Regions from separate parts of the Pan troglodytes genome. Here all the other regions are linked to region 1. Evidence: chromatin contacts called from public HiChIP or PLAC-seq data. All regions are on one chromosome and are shown on one strand. The core of a region is the stretch at or near the end of the contact, and the rest is flanking DNA. Distances in the headings are between cores, read along the strand shown. Region 1 holds the start of MCAM (melanoma cell adhesion molecule). Region 2 holds the start of HMBS (hydroxymethylbilane synthase). Region 3 holds the start of DPAGT1 (dolichyl-phosphate N-acetylglucosaminephosphotransferase 1).

What was found. HiChIP or PLAC-seq counts read pairs in DNA pulled down with a chosen protein or histone mark.
Region 2: an H3K4me3 HiChIP or PLAC-seq map of stem cell-derived excitatory neurons shows a contact between it and region 1, with 3 times the contacts expected there. The contact joins the promoter of HMBS here to the promoter of MCAM in region 1. A contact is called at or near these places in 2 of 7 Hi-C or Micro-C datasets (induced pluripotent stem cells and stem cell-derived neural progenitor cells) and 1 of 1 datasets of contacts at active chromatin or transcription factors (stem cell-derived excitatory neurons).
Region 3: a contact with region 1 is called in an H3K4me3 HiChIP or PLAC-seq map of stem cell-derived excitatory neurons, with 5 times the contacts expected there. The contact joins the promoter of DPAGT1 here to the promoter of MCAM in region 1. A contact is called at or near these places in 2 of 7 Hi-C or Micro-C datasets (induced pluripotent stem cells and stem cell-derived neural progenitor cells) and 1 of 1 datasets of contacts at active chromatin or transcription factors (stem cell-derived excitatory neurons).

Annotation. Positions count from the first base shown.
Region 1 is chr9:121,261,985-121,266,903 of NHGRI_mPanTro3-v2.0_pri, reverse strand. MCAM (melanoma cell adhesion molecule) reads left to right here and starts at 2,560. Exons shown (of 15, transcript XM_009424323.5): 1 at 2,560-2,688; 2 at 4,455-4,579; 3 at 4,678-4,885. The coding sequence starts at 2,622.
Region 2 is chr9:121,026,352-121,031,270 of NHGRI_mPanTro3-v2.0_pri, reverse strand. It overlaps HMBS (hydroxymethylbilane synthase), which reads right to left and starts at 2,691. Exons shown (of 14, transcript XM_016922120.4): 1 at 2,470-2,691. The coding sequence starts at 2,502.
Region 3 is chr9:121,043,576-121,048,494 of NHGRI_mPanTro3-v2.0_pri, reverse strand. It overlaps DPAGT1 (dolichyl-phosphate N-acetylglucosaminephosphotransferase 1), which reads left to right and starts at 2,055. Exons shown (of 9, transcript XM_001165129.6): 1 at 2,055-3,321; 2 at 3,678-3,798; 3 at 3,973-4,186; 4 at 4,408-4,554. The coding sequence starts at 3,161.

The DNA.
Region 1 (4,919 bases), core at 1,311-3,810:
AGAGGACACTTGGGTTCCAGTCTTGCCCCTTCATGGCCTCTGGGGACAGGTCCATCCTTGTCTTTTTACCTCCAACTCCCCAGGGCTCCACTTCTCCTTACAATGAGCTGAAAGCTCCACCCATCCAGGAGACTGTGGCTGAGGAGCCCAACCAGGACCCCCACCCCACCTGGCCTCAGTTTCTCCACCTGTGGTCAGACCTATACCAGAGACACGCAGAGGGCATTATGCGCAGGAGGGTCCCCTCATGTGTGAGGGGCCCAGGTCCACCATGGGGCTGGAGGAAAGCAGCCTTCTTGCCTGCAACCCAACGAGGGAAAAAAGAAGAAGAATTAGGACTCTGCCCCCAGGGCCTCTTCTGGCCCTGGCCTACATCTGAGCCAGGCTCTTCCAACCCAGTCCAGGTGCTGGGTCCCTGCAGGGTAGACGGCCATGGCCTCCTCCTCCAACTCCCTTCTGCTGGCTGTCACTCCTGTCCTGCTGGAAGTCCCGCAGCCACCTTCTCTCCCCTGGGGCTGCCGGAGCACTAGCCTCTGGCCTCTAAGAAGAGCTGAGGGCTGATCCCCTTCACCTTCCGCTCCCTCCACCCTGCTCCCTGCCTCCACTCCTGAGTCCTCTCCGAGGTCCTGACCCCTCTTTAGTTTGGAATCCCAAAGTGCCCACCTCATGAAACCATCCCAAAGCTATCTGTCCCCTGAGGCTATGACCCACTTCCGAGCAGCCTAGACAGCCCCAGGCTACTGGCTTCCTTAAAGGACAGTCTTCTGTGCTTGTTTGGTGGGGCCATGCGAAGGGACGTCACCCTGGGCTCTAGGCTCTGACCTCATTTCCCTTTCACCGCAGAGACGAATCCTCCACCCCCACCTGGCTTCACTCTCCTCCAGCGGAAGAAGAATTCAGAACTGACTGTCCTTGGTGGTTAGCTGGCTTTGTTTTCAGGCCAGAGAGGCGAATGATTAGTTAATGGTGTTAAGTGAAGGAAGGGGGTTGGGCAGGGAAGCCAGCTCCATGCCCAGCCGGGCCTGCCAGGGCAAACGGCATCCTTCAGCCATTCCCACTCCAGCCCAGCAGACAAAACATTCTCATCTAGTCAGCTCTGGGCCTGGGGCCAGTCCATACATTCACTCTGGAGGGCGAGCCAGCGTCCTCCTCTTGCTCTCCCTGCAGGCTCCAGGCTCCAGGCCCCTGGCCCGGTGGGCCTGGGCTCTGCACAGCCTCTGGCTGGAGACTAATGGCATTGGAGGAGGGGTCGAGAAGGCTCTGAAAGACAAGGCTGGTGTGGTTTTCCAGTCATCTCTGCGTCATCAAAACGCCACCCTGGAGCATGCTCTCAAGTCACCTGGCCATCTCCGGGGTTTGCTGGCTCACCCTCCACCTCCCCCAGCGAGCAGAGGGGTGGCCCCGCTGGGCAACAGACCTCTCCCCAAATCCAGGCCCCTATTTGGCACTCCCTGGTGGAGGCGCATCAGCAGATGTGGACCCCTTTTCTGAGGCCAGGCTGCTGGGGTCAGAGTGAGGCAAGAGCACCTCCCCCTCCCTAGAGCCTTAGTTCAAGAGGCCAGAAGACCCAGGGAGAAGCCGGCGTTTTGGGAGAAGGGGAGCTGCAGAGCTCCCCACCCAAGCAGGTCTGATTTGATTCTTCCCTCAGCTATGGACCCACAATCAATAGGGCTGGGGAAGACATGGGGTGGGGGAAGATCAGCGCTGCCGGGATCCTTTCAATCATCAGGAACAGCAACAGGTTTGCAGGGTCAGGCTGGGGACCCTCGCCCATTAACTCTTTCTTCTCCCTGTTTCTTTCTCTTAGGTGAGGGGAAACTGAGTTCCAGGGTAGGCTCCAGAGTGAAGAGGGAAGAAACATGATTCTCAAGGCCCAGGTCTGGACAAGTGTGAACACCTTGGGCCTGCGAATTCAGCCCCCTCCTTCCTTTCTCTGGTCAAAGGCTAGACTTGCAGGAGCTTGCGTTTGAAGGGACAGCCCAGAAGGCATCGTCTGCACTCCCCATACAGGTACTTCTGGGTCTGTGGGACTGGCGCAGGGTTCTTCTCCCAAAGCTGCCAGCACTGAGGCTGAGGCAGTGTCAGGCCGGCGGCAGCGGCAGTGGTGCCATCGTTCTGGGAAGCGATAGAGGCCGGCCTGAATTCTCTGTGGCAAGGGAGGGGAGCCCAAGTGGGAGGCCCCTTGGGGACACCGAGGACCAGGTCCGCTACTGCTCCTCCCCCAGGAGGTCCCCTAGGGGCTACATTGGCTGGCAGGGGCTGAGCAGCGGTGAGCCTGGCTGGCTTCGACCCGGGGCGACTCCGGGCATCCGGGACAGCTTCTCCTCGCTGCCACCTCGGCCAGTCAGACCCCGAGACACCTGTCACTACCCCCTCAGCCTTCCCAAGCCAGGAGCCTGGGAGTCCGGCTCTGGCCTACCTCCGGCAGCGCTCCTAGGCGCAGCTCCCGGGCTGGCGGCGCCGGGGCCCGCCCCCTAGGGCTGCGGCGCGCGGGGCGGGGGCTGGGGGCTGCGCGGGGCGGGGCGGGCCCGGACGCTCCGGGCCCCCTCCCCCGCCCCCCTGACGTCAGCCCCCGGCAGCCTCGAGCTGCTCACTTGGCTCTCGCCCTCCGGCCGGGAAGCATGGGGCTTCCCAGGCTGGTCTGCGCCTTCTTGCTCGCCGCCTGCTGCTGCTGTCCTCGCGTCGCGGGTGAGTGAGTTCGCAGGGGGGCCGCGCCCCGGCTAGGGGTCTGCGGTGGAGCGTGCCAGGGAGCAGAGCCAGCGGCGCGGCGGGGTCGGGGCGTTGCGTCTGGGAGGACGAGCCTCCTCCCTGGGTCCCCGATCCCCGGGCGCCTTGCGCGCGAGCAACTCTTCTTTGCAGCCAGTTTGCAGCCGGGATTCTAGAGTATCCCGGGAGCAGCACTCGGAAGGCGGGGAGGAGGCTGCTTCTGGGAACGAGAAGGGGTGGAGCTCAGCCTTTCGGGGTGCTGGGGGGTGGGTGGTCCCTGAGGTGCTCACTCTGGGGGCCCGCAATTGAAGCCGGGCAGGAGGCGCAGCTGGGGCGCATCCTCAAAGCCTGAATTCCGCGCCCGCCTGTTGCTGGAAAAGGCAGCTTCCTTCGCTGGAGGGGGTGCGCCGACCCACCCCTTCCCCCTTCTGCCTGGGCATCACGCCAGGCTGGAGGTGAGCGAGAGCGGGAGGTTCGGCGGCTCCCGCCCGAGCTGGGCGTTGGCAGGGGTTGCGGGGCGGTGTGGGTCGCCTCGCGCCTCCCCGAGTGATGGGATCATAGGGGACAGAGATGAGGGATGGAGGATTCCCATACTGGAAGCGCCCGCTGGCTTATTTTGGGGACCACATTCAGGTGGGAAGTGCGCCCGGGCACCTCGGAGCGTTTCTCCGGATCCGCCTGGTAGCAGGGCGCTCTCGGGTCCACGCTGCCCTTGTATGGCCCGCAGCGGTGTCGCGTGTTTCTCTTGGCTCCCATTCCGCCGTCCCAGCCGCTGTCCGGCTGGGGAAGGGGAGGGCTAGGCAATACCCAGCTCGCTGGCCTCGTGCCCAGTGCCAACCATGTCCCTGGGGTATTCCAGGCTACTGCCTCCCAGGCTGACTTTATTTCTGGGGAAAGGGCTAAATCGGGCTCCACAGTTGCAGCCGGTCCAGCTCCACCCTGCCCTGCTCTTCTAGCTCTGGGAGGAGTCAGGGGTCTGAGGCTCTGGGTTGGAGACCCCACCTTCCACTGCCCTCCTTGTCCGAGAGCCAAGGTAACAACCCAGGCATCCCAGAGCCCAGGCAGATGGTGTCGAGTGACATCACCTCCTCACAGGGCTGGCAGCACGCTGGCACCACTGACGTCACTCCTGCCCACTGCCTGGCCCTTGCCCTGACCCCTGGGGGAGACTCTGACCTCTCCATCCTTACCAGCTACCTAGGGTGGGGTCCGCGGGTGTGTGCGGAGTGTTCATGGAGGTGCTGCTGAGGGAGCATGAGACCGGAACTTCCGCCAGAGTTAGCCCGCTGGGGAGTTAGGGCAGGGATTTTGGAGGGCAGAGGGTAGAGCAGTGGTGTCTTCCCCTGGCGGTGGTGACACAAAAGGGCCTGTGTGCCCCAGCCTGGCACATGCTTTGCATTCCCACACTCTGAGCTCACCCGGAGAGGAGGGGGCCTGGAAGGAAAGGGGCCTTCCTCTTGGCCCCGAGCCTAGGTTGCCCCTTTCTGCCCCTCTACCAGCCTCAGCTGGAGCTGTTCGGTGCTCAGTCTCTGCTCAATCTCTGCTCGGCTCCAAGGACCTGGGATCTCCTGGACGGGGAGAGGGCTGGCCCAGGTGGGGCGCGGGTCGGGGGGTAGAGCGTTCAGAGGACAGGGCCCTCTGCAGACCCTCTGAGTGGCAGGAAAAACAGCTGCAGCAGCGCTGCGAGGGGAGGGGCGGACAGCAGCCGGAGCTGACACAGCTGCGGGGGCCCCGCCTCCCTCCCCCAGGTGTGCCCGGAGAGGCTGAGCAGCCTGCGCCTGAGCTGGTGGAGGTGGAAGTGGGCAGCACAGCCCTTCTGAAGTGCGGCCTCTCCCAGTCCCAAGGCAACCTCAGCCATGTCGACTGGTTTTCTGTGAGTGCTTGGGCTCCTGCAAGAGCAGCCCGGGGAGGGAGACTCTGCCCCTCTTGTAGCCCAGGACCCTTCTCCTCCTCTGTGTCTCCTCCCATTAGGTCCACAAGGAGAAGCGGACGCTCATCTTCCGTGTGCGCCAGGGCCAGGGCCAGAGCGAACCTGGGGAGTACGAGCAGCGGCTCAGCCTCCAGGACAGAGGGGCTACTCTGGCCCTGACTCAAGTCACCCCCCAAGACGAGCGCATCTTCTTGTGCCAGGGCAAGCGCCCTCGGTCCCAGGAGTACCGCATCCAGCTCCGCGTCTACAGTGCGTGACCCTGTGTCTGCCAGCAGGGTAGTGA
Region 2 (4,919 bases), core at 1,442-3,941, 240 kb after region 1:
TGGCTGGGTGACCTTGGGTATACTGTCCCATCAGGATCTGTTTGTTCATCTATAAAATGAAGAGGTTGGACTCAGGTTTCTTCTGCCTCAGATGTTCCATAAGACTAGGAGGCTGCGCTGCCTAAAGTTTGTTCACCTAGAGTGCTGCCTCTGGTTTCACCAACATGGAAATATTAACAGGCCAGAGCCCAAGTCAAAAACTCAAGAGGACACGCCTCTTCCTCCTGCCAGAGTACCTTGGACAAAAGTATTCACTGCTAAGCACGTAGAACTGAATTATTCAGTCTAAGACGGAGGTCCCATTTCTCTCTCTCTTTTTTTTTTTTTTTTTTTTTAGACAGAGTCTCACTGTTTTGCTCAGGCTGTAGTGCAGTGGCGTGATCTAGGCTCACTACAACCTCCACCCCTGGGTTCAAGCTGGAACTACAGGCATGTTCCACCATGCCCAGCTAATTTTCACATTTTTAATAGAGACGGGGTTTCACTGTGTTGGCCAGGCTGGTCTCGAACTTGTGATCCTCCTGCCCCAGCCTCCCAAAGTGCTGGGATTACAGGCGTGAGCCACCACGCCTAGCCTGATCCCATTTCTTTCTACATCAGACAGTAGCCACTGTAGATACTGATACTGTCGACAGTCAACATTCCCTGATCTGGGATGTTCATCCTATGTAGTTCCTTTTTTATTTTTTTGAGACAGAGTCTCCCTCTGTTGCCCAGGCTGGAGTGCAGTGGCATGTTCTCAGCTAACTACAACCACTGCCTTCCAGGTTCAAGCGATTCTCCTGACTCAGCCTCCCAAGTAGCTGGGACTACTACAGACGCACACCACCATGCCCAGCTAAATTTTATATATATATATATATTTTTTTTTTTTTTTTTTTGAGGGGGAGTCGCGCTCTGTCACCCAGGCTGGAGTGCAATGGCGCGGTCTCGGCTCAGTGCAACCTCCACCTCCCAGGTTCAAGCGATTCTCCTGTCTTAGCCTCCCAAGTAGCTGGGACTACAGGCGCATGCCACCACATCGGCTAATTTTTTGTATTTTTAGTAGAAACGGGGTTTCACTGTGTTCCCTAGGTGGTCTCGAACTCCTGAGCTCAGGCAATCCACCTGCCTCGGCCTCCCAAAGCGCTAGGATTACAGGCATGAGCCACTGTGCCCGGCCTAATTTTTATATTTTTAGTAGAGACGGGGTTTCACCATGTTGGCCGGGGTGCTATGGAGTTCTTTTGCACCCAGACATCTGGGGCCTCTATTGCCGGAGCAGGTGACAGCTTTCTGCCCTCAGACTCTGGTCTACTCCATGTGATCACTCCAATAAATTAACCCTGGGAGACCCTTTGCAAATTAGGCTAGGCTTGATATTAAACGTGGCCACCAAAATTCTGGGCCACAGGGAGCCCACAGAAAGGACTCTAAGGTCCCAGAACTACTAGGTTCAAACAATTCCTTAAGTTCATTGAATGTGCACAGCATATCCAAGTCAAACCGTTTCATTAAAAAATAAAACACTGAGCACTTCTATGTTGAAGCTATTGCTTTTGCATATTGTTGTCGTCTCAAAAATCCTATCAGGTGGACACGACAGGCACCTTTGGGACCATGTTACAGAAGCAACGGGTGGCATCAAGGGATGAGGTGACTTGCCTAGGGTCACAGAGCTAATAACCGAAAGAGAGTTGGGGCTACAATTCAGATCTTCCTACTCCTAGTCCAGGGCTCTGGAATGACTGCAAGAGCAAAGATCCCAGCCCTCACCAACAGGCTGGACAGGGGGAGATTAGCAGCTCCCCATCTCTCTCTTATCTCGGCCTGGCAGTGGCCTCCACCAGCTCTGCAGTTTGTCTGTGCACAAGCCCAGGGCTCGGCAAGCAGGCTCTTAATGGAAAGGCCCACGGCGGCCTCCCACCCACGGTAGTAATTCAGTAGGTGTGTCACAGCTGGGGACTTGGAGCGTTGGCTGTGGCTGGGAGACCACTATAACACAAAAAGAAGGCGCACTTCTAAGACGTTTGTGTGCAGTTCGGAGGCTTGGCTGATACTCTCTCCTATGAATCAAAAGTGGAACGTGTCTTCCCAAAGGGGCCGTATCTGCATCCGCCTCAGCCCAGCCTCGAATGAAAGGACCCCGTCTGTGTAGACGAACGTTCTTGGTCTGGGTCACTAAATCTAGAGCCGTGCATCCCAGGCCTGATGGGAATCCCACCCAGATGCCCGCAGGGACCGGAGTTCCGTTCCAAACAATCTTTCCACTCTTAACCCAGCATCACCGCTCTCTGATTTCCCCATTCCTTCCGGAGGGCAACCGAGCTACTGGCCCTTTAAAAGCTACTCGGACCAAAAAAAAAAAAAAAAAAAAAAAAATAGATAGCCGTTCTGACCAATAGACGACTGAGGATGGCAACCTGGGGCCAATCGCTGCACGGCTCGTCCAGAAGCCCAAAGTGTGCTGGTCACCGGCTCAGCACTCACCGCCGTTGCAGCCGCATTGCCGTTACCAGACATGGCTCCGCTTGGAAAGTAGGCTGTGTGTGGGTGCCGCTAAGGTCCCCCGGCCCCGGGAAGCCGGGGGCTCCGGCCGGCGAGTACCGGGGACACGTGGGACCCGAGGTCGTCCTACAGTCTGACTCCTGGTCTCCGCAGAGCCTCGCGTCACTTCCGGCGCCCTCCCTCGAAGGGGAGGTCCCTCCCTCTGGGCGGGAATTGGAACATTGCGACAGTGGACCTCCCCATTCGACCTCCCCATTCCCCAGCTGTGACATGAGCAAGTAGTGCAGCTTCTATGGCGCTTCCTTTGCTCTGTTCAAACTTAGCTTTGCTACAACCTTGAAATAGGCAGCATTTTTCTTTTTGATACGGGGTCTCACTGTGTCCCCAGACTAGAGTGCAGCGGCATGACCACGGGTCACGGCAGCCTTGACCTCCCGGCTTCAGCGATCCCCCCACCTCAGCCTCCCAAGCAGCTGGGACTACAGGCGCACATCACCACGTGGGACTAATTTCTAGATTTTTTATAGAGACAGCGGGGAGGTGGCCTCACTATGTTGCACAGTGCTAGTCTCGAACTCCTGGACTCAAGCAGTCATCTCGCCTTGGCCTCCCAAAGTGCTGGGATTACAGGCATGAGCCACTGGCCCAGCCAGCATTTCAATTCTTAAAATGAGGAAACTGGTTCAGAGAGATTAAAGGTCATGCCTAAAGACAAGTAACTGAAGTGGGAGCACAAACGCTACATACTTGTAGTGAGAAAAGGGCTTGTTAGGAAAAGTGCTTTCCCATGAACATAATTTTTTTTTTTTTTTTTTTGAGACGGAGTTTTGCTCTTGTTGCCCAGGCTGGAATGCAATGGCACGATCTCAGCTCACTGCAACCTCCGCCTCCCGGGTTCAAGCAATTCTCCTGCCTCAGCCCCCCGAGTAGCTGGGATTACAGGCACACACCACCACACCCAGCTAATTTTGTATTTTTGGTAGAGATGAGGTTTCTCCATGTTAGTCAGGCAGGTCTTGAACTCCTGACCTCAGGTGATTCGCCCACCTCGGCCTCCCAAAGTGCTGGGAGTACAGGCGTGAGCCACCGCGCCTGTAATCATGAACATAATTAACAATCATGATTATTAATAATCACCCAGCTGGGTGCAGTGGCTCACACCTATATTCCCAGCACTTTAGGAAGCCAAGGCAGGAGGATTGCTTGAGCCCAGGAGTTTGAGACCACCCTGGGCAACATGGTGAAAACCTCATCTCTACAAAAAATACAAAAATAGCCAGGTGTGGCGGCACACACCTGTAGTCCCAGCTATTCAGGAGGCTGAGGTGTGAGGATTGCTTGAGCCCAGGAGGTCGAGGTAGCTGTGAGCTGTGGTGGTGCCACTGCACTCTAGCCTGGATGACAGAGTGAGACGCCCATTTTTTTTTTTTTTTTTTTTGAGATGGAGTTTCACTCTTGTTGCCCAGGCTGGAGTGCAATGGTGCAATCTCAGCTCACCGCAACCTCCACCTCCCGGGTTCAAGCAATTCTCCTGCCTCACCCTCCTGAATAGCTAGGATTACAGGCACCTGCCACCACACCCAGCTGGTTTTTGTATTTTTAGTAGAGACGGAGTTCCACCATGTTGGTCAGGCTGGTCTTGAACTCCTGACCTCAGGTGATCCGCCCACCTCAGCCTCCCAGAGTGCTGGGAATACAGGCATGAGCCACCGCGCCCGGTGAGACCCTGTCTTAAGAAGAAAAAAAAAATCACCCATGTGCTCAGCACTGTACAAAGAACTGAACACCTATTTGACCCTTAGGCTTTCATAATAGCCACACAGCGTAGGTGTTATAATCCCTAATGTACAGATGAAGACACAGGTTGAGGGGGAAAGGGTGGGAGCAGGGTGAGGGATAAGAGACTACACATTGGGTACAGTGTACACTGCTTGGGTGATGGGCACCAAATCTCAGAAATCACTACTAAAGAACTTATTCACATAGCCAAATACCAACTGTTCCCCAAAAACCCACTGAAAAAAAATACATCTCAAAAAAAAAAAAAAAAAAAACAGGTTGAGAAGGTAAGATGTGCCTTAAGTCAAACAGCACAACTAGGATTCAAACCCAGCTCAGTAGATGCAAAGTCTACTCATAGCATAGCAGCTACAATACTGCCACTGTTTTTTAATTTTTTACTTTTTGAGACAGGGTGTCTGTCACCCAGGCTGGAGTGCAGTGGTGTGATCAAGGCTCACTGCAGCCTCAACTTCCTGGGCTCAAGCAATCCTCCCACCTCAGCCTCCTGAGTAGCTGGGACCACAGGCAAGCGCCACCAGGCTGGGCTAGTTTATTTTTATTTCTTGCACAGACGGGGTCTCACTATGTTGCCTGGGTGGCTGGTCTTGAACTCCTGGACTCAAGCGATCCTCTCACCTCAGCCCCGCAAA
Region 3 (4,919 bases), core at 806-3,305, 220 kb after region 1:
GGGTCTCATTGGCTTTGTGGCACTATGAAACATTTTTGGGACAGGCTTTGTCTAACAATCAGATTCAGTGGATTGTCCTTGCTCATTGGGAGCCACTCACGGCTACTTAGAAGAGATGTGCATCTCAAACACTGTCTGCTCAGTCCAGGGCCACTGACAAGTCAACTGGTCTGTGAATCCTAGGGCCGGCTTCAGCATTCAGGAAAACGCTTTGAACTTTTACCAGGGAAGGCACACAATTTCAAGTGAAGCCAAAAGTCATGTGTTTGTTTCTCCTTCTGATTAGTCTGATCATCAACTGGGACTTTATCATCATGGGAACAAAAATACTCAGATTATCTGACAAGTATCTTAGTAACCATTTTCTGATAGTAACATGTATATGTGGATGATGAATCCTTAGTCTCTCTTGTCTTTGATTATGTCCTCCCACCCTCCCCAGGAGGGTGGTGGTAGGGAGGGCTAATGATCTCTGGAGAAGAAAGAGACAAAGCTTCCCAATACAGGCTGGGAAGGAAGATTTATTAGGATTGGCCTCCTAATAAAAAAGGAAATAGATACAGACTGGCTCTCAGACCTCCCGGGAGTCTCAGTATACTCGTCATCAACAAGATAACTGAATGCTGCCTCCTCTGGGATCCCACAAGCTCCTCCCTTCCACCTGCTTCTGGCGTCTCACTGTCGCTGCCTGTGAAAGGTCCTTCTACTCTTATAATCTACTGAAATGATACTTCTCTTCCTCAAGACCACTTACTCTGGTCACAACTAATTGCTCCCTCCATATGCACCTATTGCCCTCAGTCCTCCTTTCAGCCTCAGCCTCATTATGTGTGATGATGCCTTCCTTGTACACAGATGTCTGTGTTCCTAGCCCCATGGGGACACCCGGTGGAAGAGAAAACACTTGCCTCCCGGGAGTTTCTAGTTTAAAAGGGGCACACGTGCATACACACAACACACACAGAAAAATAATAGCAGTGGGATAAGTACTGAAAATCTGGTGGAATACTAGCAAGTAAATTACGAAAATTTATGTATTTTATACACATCTGGGTTTTTGTTGTTGTTAATTAGAGCCATTTTCAAGTAGAAAAGCCATTTCACATCTGATTTAGTTTGTTTGTTTGTTTGTTTTGAGACAGAGTTTCCCCTCTGTTGCCCAGGCTGGGGTGCAGTGGCATGATCGCGGCTCACTGCAACCTCCTCATCCCAGGTTCAAGCGATCCTCCTGCCTCAGCCTCCTGAGTAGCTGAGATTACAGGCATGTGCCACCACACCCGGCTAATTTTTGTATTTTCAGTAGAGACGGGGTTTCACCGTGTTGGGCCAGGCTGGTCTCGAACTCCTGACCTCAAGTGAGCCACCCACCTTCGCCTACCAAAGTGCTGGGATTACAGACGTTAGCCACTGCGCCCGGCCTACATCTGATTTTGAGGGAAAGAAGAAACTATCTTCGGCTTAAAAACAGTCAACACGACCCTGACTCCTGGAACATGCCATAGAGGGAAGAGTGGACAAAGCGCTAGGCTATTGGAGTCCTTTCCCTAACTCACTGGTGGTGACTTCCTCTCTGACAAATGGAAATCATTTGCCGCCTAAGAGCCGTCGGGGAATGAAAGGTAATAAAGATGCTGGTGAACTGGCTGGGCGTGGTGGCTCACGCCTGTACTCCCAGCATTTTGGGAGGCCAAGGCGGGCAGATCACCTGAGGTCGGGAGTCCCAAACCAGCCTGACCAACATAGGGAAATCCCGTCTCTACTAAAAATACAAAATTAGCCGGGCGTGGTGGCGCAGGCCTGTAATTCCAGCTACTGCCTGTAATCCCAGCTACTCGGGAGGCTGAGGCAGGAGAATCGCTTGAACCTGGGAGGTGGAGGTTGCGGTGAGCCGAGATCGCGCCATTGCACTCCAGCCTGGGCAACAAGAGCGAAACTCTGTTTCAAAAAAAAAAAAAGCTGGTGAATTGTTGTTTGCAGGGGAACAGGCCAAGCAAAATGCACAGCGACCTGGAGGAGGCCAAGCAAAATGCACAGTGACCTACAGGAAGAAACCTGACTGGGAGTTCCTCAGACTCACAGGAAGTCAGTTGTGGGTCTGATTCCTCTCCCTCCTCAGCTCTTTCCAGAGCCTCAGCCTGGAAATCTCCATCTCCTCCTTGTGGGAGCTAGGTACAATGCAGTGATCCACGGCCAAGCTGAAGTCTCGAGTTAAATCCAAGACCTGAGGGTACTCCCAATCCCTCAGTGAAGTGCTGCGCTGGGTTGCCGGGCAACTAACTGCTACAGCTGGGGCAGAAGGTGGGTGGGATGCTGAGAAAAAAATACCAGAATCGAGGACACGAAAAACAGAGTGGGAGGGGCTTTTCAAGGATCTACGCTTTAGAATTTACACCATCCTTCCAAACCGTAGCTGCGTTTCCGGGAACTGAGTTGTGTTTACCTTGGCTTCCGACTATGTTGGCAACAGGTTTCCTGCAAGAAACTGGCGCGTCTCCACACCCTCGTCCCTCCTCCCCACCCCCTGCCTTTCAATAGCCATCTTCCTGGAGCCGGAGGCATCCCAGATTAAGGGAGAGGTACGGGCCCTTTAAGCTTGACCTATGGAGGCGGACGGAGCTAAAACTGACGTGGAACCGGAATGTGAGCGGTGTCAGACACGTGGTACAAGGAGGCATTCATCTTGGAACCGGGCAATTGGCATTTCCGCTCTGGGTAGTACATCTTTAACATAATGTTAGGGAAGTATCCGTTCTTGGCTGCCTTTCTTTAATTGCGTTTCCAGTACTCTCTCGGTGATTCTACTCTTGAACATAGGATGAAATTTGGAATCACACTTCTCTTGCACTTCCATCCCCACCCTCTAATGCCCATATTAAAAATGGCGGCCGCCGCCTTCCGCAGTAATGGTTGTTCAGCGAACAAGATCCGGGCGGAAACAGTAGATAGGCGGGTGCAGCGGGGCAGAACATAGGTTGCCTTAGAGAGGTTCTCCGGTGTCTCGAGGGCGGCTCAAGTTAGAGTTGTTGGGTTTTGCTCAGATTGGTGTGGGAAGAGCCTGCCTGTGGGGAGCGGCCACTCCATACTGCTGAGGCCTCAGGACTGCTGCTCAGCTTGCCCGTTACCTGAAGAGGCGGCGGAGCCGGGCCCCTGACCGGTCACCATGTGGGCCTTCTCGGAATTGCCCATGCCGCTGCTGATCAATTTGATCGTCTCGCTGCTGGGATTTGTGGCCACAGTCACCCTCATCCCGGCCTTCCGGGGCCACTTCATTGCTGCGCGCCTCTGTGGTCAGGACCTCAACAAAACCAGCCGACAGCAGATGTGAGCAGCGGCACACGGGTCTGGGCAGGGGGCAAGGGCTAAGGAAGGAGTGGCTAGGGCAGGGGCGGGGACCGGGGTGCTTGACCACACGTGAAGACTCAGAACTAACCCAGGCAGCCTGGAACTCGGAGAGGTGATGAGCAGAACTTACTCGCATTGGGGAAAGGATGGGTAGGGACCCTTGGGTATATCTGGGACTCTGGCAGTGGTGCTTTCCTCCCTCCGCCCCCCTCACCACTTACCAGAATAAAAAACCGGGAATGAGAAGACCACTTTGGGTTATTGTAACACCTGCACTAGTGAGTGACCACGCCCCCTTTGCTCTTCCCCCTCGCCCCCTTGCTGCTGGGCCACAGCCCAGAATCCCAGGGAGTGATCAGCGGTGCTGTTTTCCTTATCATCCTCTTCTGCTTCATCCCTTTCCCCTTCCTGAACTGCTTTGTGAAGGAGCAGTGTAAGGCATTCCCCCACCATGAAGTAAGTGGGTTCGTGGGGGTGATTGCCTGTGGCTGGGACCTGGGAGGTACCTGAGAGAATTGGGGTTATTTGGGCTTGTGGGGAGGGGCTAAGAAATTATCAGAAAAGACAGGAATTCTTAAAAGGTGGAATGGGAGCAGGCTTGAGTCATGGACCTGCCCGAGCCCCCCCCAGTTTGTGGCCCTGATAGGTGCCCTCCTTGCCATCTGCTGCATGATCTTCCTGGGCTTTGCGGATGATGTACTGAATCTGCGCTGGCGCCATAAACTGCTGCTACCTACAGCTGCCTCACTACCTCTCCTCATGGTCTATTTCACCAACTTTGGCAACACGACCATTGTGGTGCCCAAGCCCTTCCGCCCGATACTTGGCCTGCATCTGGACTTGGGTAGGTAGTCCTACCACTGCTGCCCCTATGGCACCTACTTCAGGGAACCCTTCCTGGTGCTCCACATTCTCCTCCAAGTGTTCCTTTTCTGTCTCTGTGTCTTCCCAGATCCTTTCTGGTAGCCCTTCATCCTATCGTCCGTCCTCACCACTTTTCTAAAAATTCTTAAATCCTCCTCCCCTAGGTGGCACTACTTCTTTTCCTACCATTTCTCCCCGCAGGAATCCTGTACTATGTCTACATGGGGCTGCTGGCAGTGTTCTGTACCAATGCCATCAATATCCTAGCAGGAATTAACGGCCTAGAGGCTGGCCAGTCACTAGTCATTTCTGCTTCCATCATTGTCTTCAACCTGGTAGAGTTGGAAGGTAGGTGGGATTGGGGGTGGGGAGAGAGAAGTCTGAGCATTAAAGGTGTGGCCTGATATATGACTTTGGGAAATTCAGGGAAAAAAAGCAATATGTGTAGTAATTATAGAAGATAAGGGAAGCTACTTACTTTGCAAATAACAATGCAGATTTATTAAAAGTGAGAAAGAAAAATAGCAGCCCTGTCATTTATAGCTGGATTGGCACTAATAGCTAGGCCATGATCTTCTCCCATTGAATATAAACAGTTTCACAGAACCCCAACGTTACACAGGGTCATTCTGTGACCATGATGGAGCAAGACTAAAACTAGACCCCTCCCTCTGTAATCATGTTTGAGCACAGGCAAAACCACAAGAACACTG